Linked DNA regions of Sorghum bicolor: region 1 is linked to region 2. Evidence: chromatin contacts called from public HiCAR-type data. All regions are on one chromosome and are shown on one strand. Each heading gives the region's core, a stretch centred on a gene start, on an enhancer-like site or on the middle of the called end of the contact. The rest is flanking DNA. Distances are from core to core; before and after follow the strand shown. Region 1 holds the start of LOC8070968. Region 2 holds the start of LOC8070965 (mediator of RNA polymerase II transcription subunit 30).

The links. HiCAR-type assays count read pairs that join an accessible place to other places.
Region 1: a contact with region 2 is called in a HiCAR-type map of leaf, with 9 times the contacts expected there. The contact joins the promoter of LOC8070968 here to the promoter of LOC8070965 in region 2. A contact is called at or near these places in 2 of 4 Hi-C or Micro-C datasets (leaf and leaf mesophyll) and 1 of 1 datasets of contacts at active chromatin or transcription factors (leaf).

What each region holds. Positions count from the first base shown.
Region 1 is chr6:38,398,368-38,403,008 of Sorghum_bicolor_NCBIv3, forward strand. It overlaps LOC8070968, which reads left to right and starts at 1,460. Exons shown (of 2, transcript XM_002446260.2): 1 at 1,460-2,156; 2 at 3,466-4,641. The coding sequence starts at 3,584.
Region 2 is chr6:38,195,051-38,199,422 of Sorghum_bicolor_NCBIv3, forward strand. It overlaps LOC8070965 (mediator of RNA polymerase II transcription subunit 30), which reads right to left and starts at 1,891. Exons shown (of 3, transcript XM_002447661.2): 1 at 1,420-1,891. The coding sequence starts at 1,761.

The DNA of each region.
Region 1 (4,641 bases), core at 210-2,709, 200 kb after region 2:
CCTGTCCCTTTTTCTTCCTGAGCTTCTGAATGTAACATTTACCTAAGTGATCTTATTTTCTCATGAGATCTGTGTGGTCTTCCATTCAGCTGAAGGATCAATCAGTTACCCAGCTGTTCGACACTGGCTATTTAGAATCTAAACTAGTTCCACTGCTGTACACTGTAATATTTACATTCAGCTCCTGATTGGCCAACAACTGAAATGTTTGAACCGGATGAGGACCTACTTGCCCAGTTCTGTTTCTCTACACCTGGTCACCCGCACCTCTGAACCATCTCCTACATTTTTCTTGAGCACTTTTGGCCTTTTGGTCATTGGGTGAGCAGCTCAGCAATTCCAGCTCCAACTCTTCAAGTTCATCCCTAAGGGGCAACAACCAACAAGAGTATCTTGCTGCTGCAGGTCCATAACAGCAACAGCACATCATTACAGTCCTCGCCAGCTGTTCCATTATAGGTTCTATTGTGTCCAGCTACTTCTGAAGTGTGATCTTGATTAGCGTTCTATTACAGACTCTAAGGACCTGGAGATCTTCAGGGCAGACTACCCTTATGTTCGTCCATATCATCTGCTGTCTTCTGAAACTGGGTGTAGCTTTAGCTCAAGGCTGTAGTTTATTGCAGTTCATGTGGCAAATCCTCATGTTCTTTACTTGGTAAGCTCAAATAATCCATATTTATCATTGTATGAACCAGTTTCAGGATCACTCTATCTGTGAACTGTTGTTACACCGACAGAAGAAATGTCAACAGTGTTAGTACTTGCTCAAGATATTTTTGTGCTAGTGCTGTTTGCTTTGATATTGTATTCCTTTTGAGATACCAGTACAGAAAAAAAAGTGCTGGTGACTGATGATGTAGAGAGGGAATGCTTAAAGACTAGTAACAAGGGAGTGGGTCCCACACTTGGGAAAAGGGGGTTCTCACACAGCCATATGTACACAAGGTATCTTCTCCGGTGGAGGAAAAAAAAATTAGGCTTAAGAGACGAGTGAGAGGAACCTTTTTGTTGCTGGTGGTTGTGATTTTAACCCTAAGCATTATTGCATGGGAAATTCCTGATATGTCCCTGGCATTTGGTTGTTCTAACACCAGCACCAGGTTACCCCCCACTGCTGTGATTTTACACAAATAGCCCCTAATAAAGTGTCACGTACACGCGTATACGACTAGTATATCACATACCTGTACGCAAGCAAATTACCTCATGGGTAGTTTCAAAAAAAAAAAATTACCTCATGGGTGCCTTTGTATGTCTGAAGTGATGTGGGGCCCGCCAGGAGGACATCAGAGCCATTTCCCATATCGAGTACCCTTGTGCTGGCCTCAAATGGTCTCCAGCTAATAAAACAGTAATCAGTATACTAAAAAGGTATTTTTGTGAGGAAGAAAGAAAGAAAAAAAGGTGGAAATCCCAAGAAAGCCCCTGAGTTAGGGCTGAGCCTGTTGTTTGGGGCTGCACTGTTACCGGAATTAATTTGGGGCACCGAATAGGGGCAAAGTTTGAAACTTTTGGAGCAAACAAAAAACAGAGATGGAATAATTTATTTCCCTTTTTACAGGACACACATGACCTGACCTACTCTTTTTCTACTCCTACTGCAGCTACATGACCCTTCGCAGCACATTGCCATTGTGTATTGCAAAATTTTGGAGGCTTTGACTAAAAAAGCTTCGTTTTTTCGAGCTTGCTCCTCCCCTGAAATAAAATTTCGAGGCCCAAAAATCCGCCGCGCCCCCCGGAGATGATCCGCCGCCGGTGAGTCCTCTGGCTGTCAGCGAGCTTCTGGTTGAGGTGCGTCTCGCCGCCGGCCGCGGTCTGCCGCGGCCAGATCTGGCGGGCGAGTGTGGTCCGTCTCGACCGCGGCCAGATCTGGCGGGCGAGTGTGGTCCGTCTCGCCGGTAGTCGCCGATCCATCAGCAGAGGGGGGGCGGCGGCCGCCCCTTCTTCCCCGCGGCCGAGCTCGCCTCTCCGCCCGCCGCCGAAGCTCGTCGCGCCGCGACCCGGAGAGGAGACCGCGCCCAGTCGAGCAGCACCGCCTGGGATTGGGCCCAGCGTCCTCGCGACCTGCTCCGGCGCGGCGTCCGCCCTCTGCAGCACCAGCGTCCCCGCGACCCGCTCCGGCGCGGCCGCCACACCAGACAGCTCCACGGGTAGGTCTCCGTCCTTCTCCTTCCCACGCGGCCACGCCAATAGCTCGTCCCTGTCGGTCCCTTCCCCACGCGGATTGAGGGGTTTGGTTTTTTTTTTTTTTTTTTTGGCTATGAATGAAAGGAAAGCCCAGCCCAACAAGCGCTCCCTTATCTCTGTGCCTAGCCCTGACGCCTCCCGCGCTAGAGATGCGCCACCACTCGCCGGCCGCCGCCCGCCGGCGACGAGCCCCCGCCCCTCGCGCAGGAGATGCGCCACTGCTCGCCGGCCTCCGGCGACGAGCCCCCGCCCCCTCGCGCCGCCTGCTGCGGACACGCGCGCCGCGCAGGAGGTGCGCCACCGCTCTCCGGACTCCGGAGACGAGACCCCGCCCCCTCTGTGGCATCAATCGATCTCTCCTCGTCCAGACTGTCGCGCGGGGAACGCCCACCAGTCCGCCAAGGCTGCGGCTAGCTCACGCGATGCAGGGGAGAGGACGGTTCAGGAGCAAAGCAAGCTGCCGGAGACCTCCCATGAGTACATGTCCTTCACATACTTGACCTGATCTACTCTGCGTCTGCAGTCCTCGTTGCTTGATTTTGTGTGTTCCCCACAACCACAACAGACATTAGGGTGGAAAACGAGAAACCTACAAGGTGACCTGATGTATGAGATTGTGTACTAAACTAATAGTTAGTGATTACTCAAATTTTAGACTCACAATTTTAATTTGCATTATTATTAAAAAGTAGTAATACGTATCCACATATTGTGTTTTCTGAGAAATTGCAGTATCCTGTGGATCCGTATCCTTATCCGTATCCATGCTGCATGGATAGATCTGCTTAGCTTAGTAGCTGCAGATTAAGGGTGAAATGTGGAGTAAGGATGTGGGTCCAAATTTAGTGAAGTTTGAATCTCAGTGCCGCGTAGTGGTTTCATGGGAGCACATGTTCTGTCTGAGTTGAAGTTAATACTGTTAAATGTCAGTTCTCCATGAAATAGAACTAGCGATAAGTATGGTCTAAGTGAAGTGCTCACTTCTAATTTGCTTTGGATCTGAAATGATTAGTTCAAACGTCGTAGCTTACTTTTCTGGGACCGAAGTATGGTTTAATTGAAGTACTCGCTTCTAATTTGTTTTGGATCTGAAATGATTAGTTCAAACGTGGTAGCTTACTTTTCTAGGACCTCTTCAGTGCTTGTTTACATGCTCGTTTGTTTTTCACGTAAGTGGATCACTATGTTTTGTTGTATATATTGTTACGTCATAGTGTTCTTTCAATTTGGTGTTGTCGTTGAGATTTCTAACCTGGATGTACTTAACTGCAGGCCAGGGCAATGAAGATTTCTAATCTGGATGCACACTTAATCTTGTCCAGTTCTTGATCTTTGGATTCTCTGCTCCCGCTCAAGTTAATTTGTTGGCCAATCGAGTCCAGAGGCACAGATGGGTGAGGAGTACAATATGGATGAGGCCCTGAAAGCCAAAAATGTTGCTGAGACCAAATTCCATGCCCGTGACATCAGGGGTGCTCGGAAGTACGCACTCAAGGCCCAGAATCTCTGCCCGACACTTGAAGGCATATTGCAGATGGTCTCAACACTTGAAGTTCATCTTGCAGCTGAGTCCAAGATTGATGGAGAGAGTGACTGGTACCGGATATTGTCTTTAGGCGCCTTTGCAGATGAAGAGGAGGTGAAGAAGCAATATAGGAAGCTAGCTTTGCTGCTACACCCAGACAAGAACAAGTCAGTTGGTGCTGAGGAGGCCTTCAAACTGATCTCTGAGGCATGGAGTGTGTTGTCAGATACTAGCAGGAAGGTTGTTTATGATGAGAAGCGAAGAAACCATTCTGCTGTGAACGTAACCAATGGCATCTATACTTATGATAAAAAGGCAAACAAGAGGGCTCGAAAGAATGCCGCTGCTGCAGCTGCTGCCGCTGCCGCTGCCGCCGCCGCAGCAGCAGCAGCTGAGGCTACTACTCGTCCTGTTGGGGTTGATACATTCTGGACATCTTGCAACCGCTGTCGGATGCAGTATGAGTACCTAAGAATTTATCTTAATCATAACCTGCTGTGCCCAAATTGCCATCATGCATTCTTGGCAGTGGAGACTGGGTTCCCTTGCAATGGAAGCAGTTCATCATTCTCTTGGTCAACCAAGCAGCATCCGCAGCAGAACCACAATTCGACCAAGCATTCATATGTCTCAACAAGCAGGACTTCTAGCATCCCTGGGACAGGGAATGGGGGGTACCAGCAAGATAATACTTATGATTCCTACAACAATCAAGGCTTCCAGTGGAATCAGTACTCCAAGACAACACCTGCAGCTGGTACTAATGCTTATAGTACACAGGCCTTGGAGAAACAGAGAAGGAAGCATGATGAGAGCTACAGCTACAACTATTCTGAAAGCGGCAACACATATGTCCATGAGAAAACTGCTTCAAGGCGTGGTCGCTTCTCAAAGCGGAGAAGGCATAATTATGATGCTTACAC
Region 2 (4,372 bases), core at 641-3,140:
GTGCAAAAATCAGGCTTGACCAATTACGACTATGATGGGGATAATATTAACATTCTTTCCTAAGGTAAGGTAAACAGTCTTCTACATAGTCGAGGGTTTAGGGTAATCAGGGCGCTGACCCATTGCCTAGCGCCTAGTCGGGAGTACTCGGTCCTAGGCGCTCCTAGGCGTTTTCCTAGGCGTTTTGGCAATATAGCCATAAATTATATATATATATTATATATATGACTATTGACTATATATATATATTATATATATATATGACTATTGACTATATATATATGGCTGCAACTGCAACACATTTTTACTGCTACTGAACAAAGAGCAAAGAGCAAAGAGGGGAGATGAGCAGGGGAGGAGCTGGGAGGGAAGGGAGCTCACCTTGGGGACTTGGGGTGGCCGGTGGGGAAGTGTTCCAGTCGAGGACGAGCAGGGCAGCGGCGGCACGTCGGGGAAGAGCAGGGGACGAACTTGGAGGAGCAGGGGAGGAGCAGGACCGGCGGGAGGAGGAGCAGGACCAGCGGGGGGCGCCTCGGGGATGAGCAGGGGAAGAGATTGGAGGAGAGCAGGGGAAGAGATTGGAGGAGCAGGGGAAGAGATTGGAGGAGCAGGGAGGTCGCCGCGCTCCCTTCTATTCTCCCGCGCCTCCGTTTCGTGGCAGCGCGCGCCTGGCCGCGCGGGAAATTCTCCCGCTCTCCGATTTGGCGCGCTAAATTGGCCGCGCTCGTGCTCGCGCCCGCCTCCGCGCCGCCCAGCGCCGACTCCGCGCCGCCCAGCGCCTGGAAGCGCGACTATGGCCATAGTCGAGGCGACGGGCTTCGCCTAGCGCCTAATCGCGCCTAGTCGACGCCTAGTCGACGCCTAGCCGAACCTTGGTCAATAGCACCCCTGTGCATTTGGCATGCATGAATGCAGCAGACTCCTAAGTTGGGTCGGTGGGAAGAGGTTCATCAACCAATAATTTTGGCTTGACTTGACTGGTAAATGGTTCATTTCGACTGGATCCTTGGTACTGAAATCAAATGTGGGGTCAATCTTAGGTCGCCAATGATGTTCTTTTTAGCAAGGCAAGATTTGTTTTCTCAAAAGAAGTAATGTCTACCATAGCACCACATACTTCACAAGTTCACATCAATATTTCACCTTTATAATTGTGCCACCAAATACGGACCTATCTATGGAAATAAAAAATTTGTAAGCTTTGGAAATGGCCACCAAGACATTACATTACATGAGTTGGAGTTGTTACCATTGCAAATATCTCAAATCAGTCTCGTAACAAGAATTTGCTTTGGCTCCCCTACATGGCAATGCCCCGATTTTTTTTACACCATAAGTACCATCTTTCATCACAGAAGAATGCGCCTAAAACAATTTTAGGCATAAGCGCCAGGAGCACAAGGTGCATCAAGGTCTCACCTGAGCGCAGGACGACAAGGCAGAGATGGAGGCCCGCAGCGCCGCCACGGCTGACTTGTAGCGGTGCCTCGCCTCGTCGAGCGACCCGCCGGGGCCGGGCCCGCCCCCTGCGTCGGCGGCGTCGGAGTCCGCAGAGTGTGGCGGCGGCGGCGTAGTAGCAGAGTGGTGGTGCTGGGAGCCAGCGGCAGCGGCCGAGACGGAGGAGGAGGACCAGAGGCCGGCGTTGCAGAGCTCGTCGTTCATGGATACGAGGATCTGGAACGCGGCTGCGATGGTCTCCTCCAGGTGCCGCTGACCCTCCAACGCCATCTCCTGCCGCCGACGCGCCGCCTCAGAGGCCATTGAGTGCACTCGCCGGAACCCTACCTCGCCGCTGCCGCCGATCTACCGCTCCTCTCGGCTCAGTCGTAGCGCGCCGAGAAAATCCTTTTCCTTTTTTTTTAGGAAAAGAAAATCCCTTTCCGGACCAGTCCTACAGAGCAAGCAGCCAAACTTCACTACCCGTATGGGCCGGGCCACCGTCGCATGATGCCAGAGCGCTTTCCGAGCCCACTATGGGCTCTCTTCGAATAGTGAAATTTTCTCTTTCAACAGGGTCTGGTTTAGTTCCAAAATTTTTTGCAAAACGGATTCAGTAGCACTTTTATTTATATTTGATAAATATTATCCAATCATGAACTAACTAGATTTAAAATATTTATCTCGTAAATTATAGATAAATTGTGTAATTAGCTATTTCTTTCATTTATATTTAATGCTTCATGCATGTACCGTAAAATTCGATGTAATGTGGAATCTAAAAAATTTGTAAAATTTTTTAGGAACTAAACAAGGCCCAGAAAGAGAAATTTTAGTGAAAAAAAGGGTCTCCAACAACCTTTTCTCTTTCACCAAATATTGCTATTTTCTATTCCTATTTCTCGTTAGTTAAGATAGACAACGGGACTACCTCACCAAAGCCTGTAGACGATAGAGAAACCGCTCAAGGGTTAAAAGATATAGAAGACAAATTTTATTTAAGGGCTTGTTTAGTTCCCCATTTGAGCTAAAAAAATTGGGATTTTCTATTTATCATTTCGGTTATTATTTTGTCTGTTAAGGGCAGCCTTACAAATAAGATCTAAGTCGATAACTAGTTCAAATCGAGCTTAACACGAGTTCGAATGATGTAGCCGTGATAAACGAAACATAAACCATGACAATACTTACAAGCAAACCGAATGTCGAAATCAACCAATGCAGCTCGATTTGTCGAAGATCTTGTCGAGATCTACTCTTACTCCTACTCCTAAGGTTGATGGCTGGAGCCGAAAAATGTTTGTATTTGATTGTGTATATTTTTGATCAGGTTTCTAATATTTATAGCCCCGGAACCTAGTCATGTATTCTAATATTACACGACTACTCAAAAAAGGTAATCCGGACTCCAATTCCTTCTTTGTAATAAAACCCGACACGTCTTCTTGTGCCTTGCTTTGATTCGATATGCTCTGATCGACTAATTTCATCCATGCTTTTGTTTAGTCGATCCACTATCCGGTCGTTCCTACTTTCCATGGGGTGGACCCACAGACGAATCCTGTCTCACCAAAATTTGGGGTTAACACATGCTCCCCAATTTTGAGATAAATTTAGTTTTATTTCAAAATTTGCCAATTACCAACGCCAATCAAAACCAACGCGGACACATTGATGACTCCGTTTACTCCTCTATTCTTCCCTATCCATCAGTTTTAAAAAGCTAGGGTTTCCCTCCAAAGTAATTCCAGTCAAAAATTTGAAACCCACACAACCCGCAAGACTTAGACACGATTCAACAACATCCAATCGAGCTTTCAACTCGGCGACTCCTTTATTCCAATGGCGTCTATCGATAATATTCCTGAGGTATTTTTTTTCTTCCTTCGTTCTTTCTAATCTCCTTTTCCCCTTCAATATTTGCTCATGCTTTTTCCTACCTTCAGGATCTTCAGAACCAAATATTCATCCCTCTTGAGGACAACCTGCACAAGATTTTCTTAGGCTCCATGGGCGACTCAAATCCAAGCAGAGCAATTATTGCTGAAACCAATAGTCCCTTTCAAGCATTCTAATATTCACCCCAATCTCTGGGATAAGAAATCCTCCATGAGAAATTGGCCATCAATCATCCCAGGTTGGAGGGACTGGTTGATCAAGGTATCGGCTAAAAAACACATTGGGAGACTCGCAATTTAGATGAGTGCATCTCTTTGTCTCTTTCTAATATCAAGAAGAATGAACCTATGCTTAGAGCTGCTTGCTTTTTCTAGTCTAGCACATATAATGTCTTCTTCTTCAGACAAGGCCCAATGTCCCCAACCTTAGCCGATGCTCACATGCTGATAGGTCTCAACATTGCAGGGCAGATCAATCCCTTTAGTTTGCTGATAAAACCCTCCAGCAGACTCGAAAGCATGAGAACCAGAGGCTGGTCCAACTATATCACCACCTTTAGGACTGATAAGAAAACTGTGACCGATAGAGAACGTATAGCTTTCTTAAACATGTGGTTGGATAGATATGTCTTCTGTGGATAGGCCTATGCTCCAACATCTAATTACCATGCCCTGGCAGAGAAAATAGCAGTCAACTCAGAAATTCCACTTGGCAAACTTCTTCTTGGAGCCCTATACAACCTTTTGAATAGAGTTTCTCAGCATTTGATGAAAAGTGAAGTTGTTCTAACAATCATAGGTCCTTGGTGGCTGTTGCAATTATGGCTCAACTTGCACCTTTCACAAGTTGGTGGCTCTAGAGTTAACCAACTTGTCCTTCTCCTCTTTGGAATACTCAGAAGAGCAAGAAGAACAACTCTCTAGAAGTCAAAAATTTCACCGATGCATGTCATTTGGTGAGGCAGCATCGACAATTACCATTAATGGATAGACTATTGATTTCTTCAAACTCTTCTATAGAAATTCTTCAGAGGCAG